2 separate regions of the Mus musculus genome follow, and region 1 is linked to region 2. A link is a contact called in public HiChIP or PLAC-seq data. All regions are on one chromosome and are shown on one strand. The core of a region is the stretch at or near the end of the contact, and the rest is flanking DNA. Distances in the headings are between cores, read along the strand shown. Region 1 holds the start of Gramd1a (GRAM domain containing 1A). Region 2 holds the start of Cd22 (CD22 antigen).

What was found. HiChIP or PLAC-seq counts read pairs in DNA pulled down with a chosen protein or histone mark.
Region 1: a contact with region 2 is called in an H3K27ac HiChIP or PLAC-seq map of microglia, with 4 times the contacts expected there. The contact joins the promoter of Gramd1a here to the promoter of Cd22 in region 2. A contact is called at or near these places in 2 of 39 promoter capture datasets (neutrophils and pre-B cells), 1 of 115 datasets of contacts at active chromatin or transcription factors (microglia) and 2 of 9 other capture datasets (adipose tissue and liver).

What each region holds. Positions count from the first base shown.
Region 1 is chr7:31,149,889-31,152,799 of GRCm38.p6, forward strand. It overlaps Gramd1a (GRAM domain containing 1A), which reads right to left and starts at 1,283. Exons shown (of 19, transcript NM_027898.4): 1 at 1,008-1,283. The coding sequence starts at 1,015.
Region 2 is chr7:30,879,067-30,881,881 of GRCm38.p6, forward strand. It overlaps Cd22 (CD22 antigen), which reads right to left and starts at 1,276. Exons shown (of 16, transcript NM_001043317.2): 1 at 1,170-1,276; 2 at 863-951; 3 at 129-274.

The DNA of each region.
Region 1 (2,911 bases), core at 33-2,532, 270 kb after region 2:
TGGATACACTGGGACTTTCCCACAGACGGAATCAGAGGTAAGTGAGCCACCCACAGGGCCCAGTGACACCACACTGTCACCGGTAGACACATGCAATTTCTACTTGTTCACGGAACCAAAAGACATCCAAATGTGGATGTCAGGCGCACAGCAGCTGAGCCCCAACCACATGCACACATACTCAAATCACAATGAGAGCTCACGGAGGTAACTCACAGACGTAATTCATGGTGAATTATAGGTACAGTCAGCCAAGAGACTGAAGCGGAATGCTGTACAAGTCACAATGAGGCACAAGCTCAGAATGTGTGATTTGCACACGGTGCCACAAAGAAAATGAGACACGTCTCACACACAACCACAGTGGGTCCAAGAGCACCAGATGCACTCGACCTGGGTGGTAGCCATCACACAGAAGATGATAGATAACATACAGACAGCCACACAACATTGCCCCAAAGAATCCCAGCTGTTACACACACACACACACACACACATACACACACACACACACACACACCACGCTGAGCACAATCACAAACGGAAACCCGCAGGCACAGGTGACCAGGCAGGAGTGGCGGGGGCGGGAGGGGGGCAGAACACACCCGACCCCCACCCCGCCGAGATCTCAGGCTCAAAGAAGCTCCTTTTCCCCAGCCCCCACGACAAACGGGGACCACCGACCGGAGGATCTGCGGGGCCTGCCCAGTAATGGGGATGGGGGGTGGGGCTGCTCGCGGCCCTTTCATCTGGGTGTTGGGTCAGGGCTCCCCGTAGGGGGACGATCAGGGCCTAGAGGAGCTCCCCGCTGCCCATATGCGTCCCAGGCCGGTAGTGACGCCCCAATCTTGGGTCTCGCCGCCAGGTTGCAATCCCTCACGTGTACCCCTTCTGGTCCCCAGCGGGGTCGCTCCTACATGCACCAGCTTGGAAACCCAGCTCCGGCCCTCTGCCGCAGCCCGATCGCACCACCGTCCCCGCTTCCCACCCCGAGGCCCGGTGCTTACTCGAACATGGATGCGGCGCCCCGGCTGCAGGGCAGGACCCGGCCGGCTGCTCTGAGATGGGCCTCCCGGGCCTCGCCTGCCTCGGCCGCCGCCTCCACCGGACCCTGCCACCCGCACAAAAGGCCGGAGCCGCCGGAGGCCGCCTCGGCGTCAGCGACACCCCCTTCCTGCTCCCGCCCCGCGCGTCACGGCGCCGCCCCCGCCGGGAGGGGGACATGGACGCGAGCGCGGGCCTAGGCCTAGGATGGCTGGGGAAAGAGTCCGGCTGGGAGACAGAAGAAAATTTTTATTTAAAATGAGCAGCCTGGGCGGGGCGTGATAGCGCACGCCTCACATCCCAGAGGCTGAGACAGGAGGATTGGCATGAGTTCGAGGCCAGCTTGGGCTACATAATGAATTCCAGGCCACTGGAATGCAGAGTGAGAATTTGTCTTCAAAACAAATGAGCAAACAAGTTTAAACACCCTGGGCTTCTCCCCTGGACCCAGAAGAGTCTCTGAGAAGTGGGATGGAGGTGGGTGACAGGCTGATGCTGGGAAGAACTGGCCTGGGGCGGAAGTCTGGGGGTGGGGTCGGGGAACCACAGCTGGAGGGTGGAAAGCCTCTTCCCGTTCTCCCCACCCAGCCTCAGAACCTCAGTTCCTGCCTTAGAAGCGTTCACTTTTCCGCGCGCGCGTGTGTATGGAGACTTCCCCAGCCTAATCGTGCAGACCACGTCAGATTCCAGCCCACCCGGCTCCTAGCAGTGCTGTGTGCGCTTGGGCAAGTCCCTCAGGCCTGGGGAGCCCCCTGCTCCCAGGCAAGGGGTTTCCCCCAGAACAGCACAGGGGCAGGGCTCATCAGCGTTTTTGATACTGGGAAGCCTGCCGAGCCTCAGGACGGGAAATGACCATACATTGCAGTGTAGGACGAGTTCTTGTGCCAGCCAGCCCTGCACCCACCTCTGCAAGCCAGGCGTGGTTGTCGTCCTTGTTGGAGAACACAATGTGAACGAGCCTCTGGCTTTGGGACCCAGCCCAGGGATTTCTCCCCACCCCTCTTCGGCCTTCAGCCTCTTGTCCAGCTACAGTAGGCCCAGTCCCACCTTGTTTGGTTTCCATTCCTATCCCGCTCTGTTACCACTTACAGCCAGAGCTCTAGCCTGTGAATCGCCAAGTCTGGCCAGAGGCCTCTTGGCTTCAAGCCCTACCCTGGCTCCACCTCATTCCTTGTTTTAAAAAAAAAAGTGCTCATCTTGGTGTCCAGAGCCCTCCTGATTGGGCCCCTTCCACCTGTCTGTCTAACTGGTTCCTCCTTAGCCTCCTGGTTGATTATCCCAGGTGTCAATCTACCCCCCTGCTCATCCCACCTGCCTCCGGCCTCAGGACCTTTGCACTGCTATCCCTTCCACAGGAGGAAGCTCGCTCTTCTTGCATGGCTGCCTTCCATCTTTCTGTGTTGCTCTTTTTATACGTCCGTAGCTTGTTTACTCTTAGAAAGACATTTACTTCGGTGGTGAGGGCTTGGGTGGGTTGGATATCATTATATAGCCTGGGCTGGCCTCAAACCTCAGTATGTAGCTGAGTCAGGGCTCGAATTTATGAACTTGCCTCAGCCTCCTAAATGCTGGGATTACAGGCAGGAACCACCAACCGCACAAATTTTTACATTTTTACTTAGTGAATATTCATTTCAAATAAAAGTGTATAATGGCCATCTGTGTCCTCACCATAAGACATAAGAGGTTCAGTATGCATAAAAAGCCTCATTAATTTCGTTAAAGGTTCTGAATTGTTTCTAAGGACAATGGAAAGTCATTAAAGTATTTAAGTGGAAGGCCATTGTGCTCAAATTTGCATATCAAAAAATCACTCAGGACTTCTGTGGGTGGTTGGTCATTTTAGTTGGATTTTTGTTTGTTTGTT
Region 2 (2,815 bases), core at 26-2,525:
GTCCCCAGGGATCTTGCAGGATGTGCCAACAGAGTGTGTCTCCGGTGTCCGAGAGCAGAGCTGTGTCCCTTCGCTTCCCTTCCCTTCCACCCACCCAAGGTTTCCCATACCTTGCACAGCATCCTCACCTCCCTCTCTCTCCTGCTATTTCTCTCCCAGGCCGCAGGGCACAGGTAGTAAGGACTTCTGGGTGACCAGGAACAGGTGTAGGGAAAGCCAGTTCAGTTGCTGAGCGTGGGCTGGGTTCTGCCTCCACGGTTGGGGGTGGTGTGGCCTGGGTGTATATAAGAGGTTTGTGGGCTGAGGCTGGAGCAGATCATCTGAGGAAGAGCTTATCTTAGTTTCCCAGGTACAGGGAATGCACCACATAGAGATGTCTTCAAAGTCACAGCCACTTGGGAAAAGCAGAGCTCAACAGGAGGCTTCACTGCAGGACTTCTTAAGTTGTCTAAAGAGCTTAGACAGGCAGTGGCCATGCTTCTTTGGCCACGAGCTCTATTTTAATCTTTTCCAATGAAAGCGTTGCAGGGTTGCAAGCTCTGTTCTGGAGGACACACTTTAACACACCGGTGGGGTTGCTATAACAAGGGCTGTGGTGACAATCAGCCTCTGGGTGCTGGACCACCCTGTTTGTCCGGCAGCCCCTCCAGCCACATCCTTAGCAGAGCCTGGCTGGAGAACTCAAGCTTGAGCAGGAAGCAGGCAGTTCCAGAGTGAAGCTCTGAACCCCAGGAATTTACAGCATGAGAAGCAGGGACCTGAGCCTGGGGCCCGGACGGGTGAAGAGGTAGAGCAGGGTGCAGCAGCAACAGTTACTAAGTCCAGAAGCTTAGAACAGGGCCAAGAACTGTGATCTGCTCACCTTCTGAGAGCCTCAAGGTTAGCTTCCTGGTCCCATCATTTCCTCCCTGGCACTCAAAAGCTTCTTCTACCTCAGAAGACCCAGAAAGCCTGGAAAGGGGACACTGAACGACAGGGATGGGGAGAACAGGGTAGGGATGAGGGGTTGGGGTTGGGGGTTTAGGCGTTGGAGGGTGAGGTTTGTCTGTGCCTATTGTAAAGTAGATGAAAAAACACAGCAGGCCCTCGAGGCCAGCACACAGAGGCCACTCCATATCCACTCCATATTTACTTGTCGAGAACAAGAGAAAAGATTGAAATGGTTTTACCTGTTTCCTCCTGTGTTCGATCTTCAGGATCCCTAGCAGGATCTGAGAGTAAGAAAACTAAGAAAAGTCTCACACGCTTGGCCACGCCCCCTTCCTCTCTGGGCCTCTGCGAGAGACCAGCAGATATGGTGTGGATGAGAGGCCGTGGTGGAGAACACAAGTTTGGGGTCAGATTGATTCTCTGCAGTCACGTGTTGGCTTGGGTGTCTTCCATGTCTGATGAATTTCCATGCTGCTTTGTCCAGGCTCCCTAGAGCCAGACAACACACAAATACATACCTGAACACACAATAATCAAACACACACACACACACACACACACACACACATATATACTCATGCACCTGGGCGCCATCACAAATAAGTAATAATGAAGTAAAAGACTTCCCATTCAGGAACCCTTCTTCCCAGAGCTAGAGCTCCCAGCTGGCTGGGGAAGGAACAGGTCTTCTTGAAGGTGGCTTTCGCTTGCTGATACATCTTATTGCTAGCAATCACACCGAAGGCAGGAGCAGAGTGATCTAGCACTGACATGAATACCTTAGCAGCTCCACGGGCGAGGGGAGGACCAGAGCTCTGGGGAAGAAAGATTTGCTGAATGGGAACTCTTTACTCCCTTTTTATTTATATGTGATCGTGTCAAGACGCATGAGTGTGTGTGTGTATGTGTGTGTGTTGTGTGTTTGAGCATTGTGTGTGTTCAAGTGTATATTTGTATGTGTGTGTTTGTGTGTCAGGTGAGTGTTATGTTTGTGTATATGTGTGTGTTGTGTGTGTGTTTGTATATTTGAGTGTTGTGCATGTTTGTGTGTTTGTGTTGTATGTTTTTGAGTGTTGTGTGTGTTTGTGTGTGTTATGCATATGTGGTGTGTGTGTACATGTGTATGTGTGTGGTGTGTGTAGTATGCCTGTGGTGTCTGTGGTGTGTATTTGTGAGTGTATATGTATATGGTATGTGTGTGGCATGTGAGAGTATGTGTTTGTATATTATGTGTATTTGAGTGTTGTATATGTTTGTGTTGTATGTTTTTGTGTATGGTGTCTGTATTTGTGTATGAGTTGTGTGTGTTTGTGTTGTATTGTGTGTGAGTGTGTGTGTTGTGTACATGTATATGTATGTGGTGTGTGTATATATGTGTAGTGTGTGTGTGTGTGTGTGTGTGTGTAGAGATCAGAGGACAACCTGTGGAACGCTCTCCTTCCACATTTATGTGGGTTCCAGGGGTCAAACTTAGGTTGTCAAGCTTGCCCACAACCACTTTTACCCACTGAACCATCTGGCAGCCCTGCAAATGGGAAAGTCTTGAGATTGAAACTGAGTCACTTGCTAGGCAGCAGCCAGCAGAGAGATGCAAATTCTACAGATGGCAGGGAACATGAGGGCAGAGCTGACCTCAGCTCTACAGGCCCAGGGAATGTGCTGCACAAAAATGTCTTCAAGGTCATGGCTGGTCAGGAAAAACTGAGTGCAGACGTGCAGGGGCCACTCATGGCTGGGAGGAAAACTGAACCGCCAAGAGGCAGGAAACTCCTTTGCAAAGTATATGTGACCGTGAAGATGGATTCTGTAGCTTAAGAGCCTAGGATCTGGTGGGGTCTCCCACTGAGATAGGTAGAGGTCAGTGAGCTCCAAAATGTATAGGGGA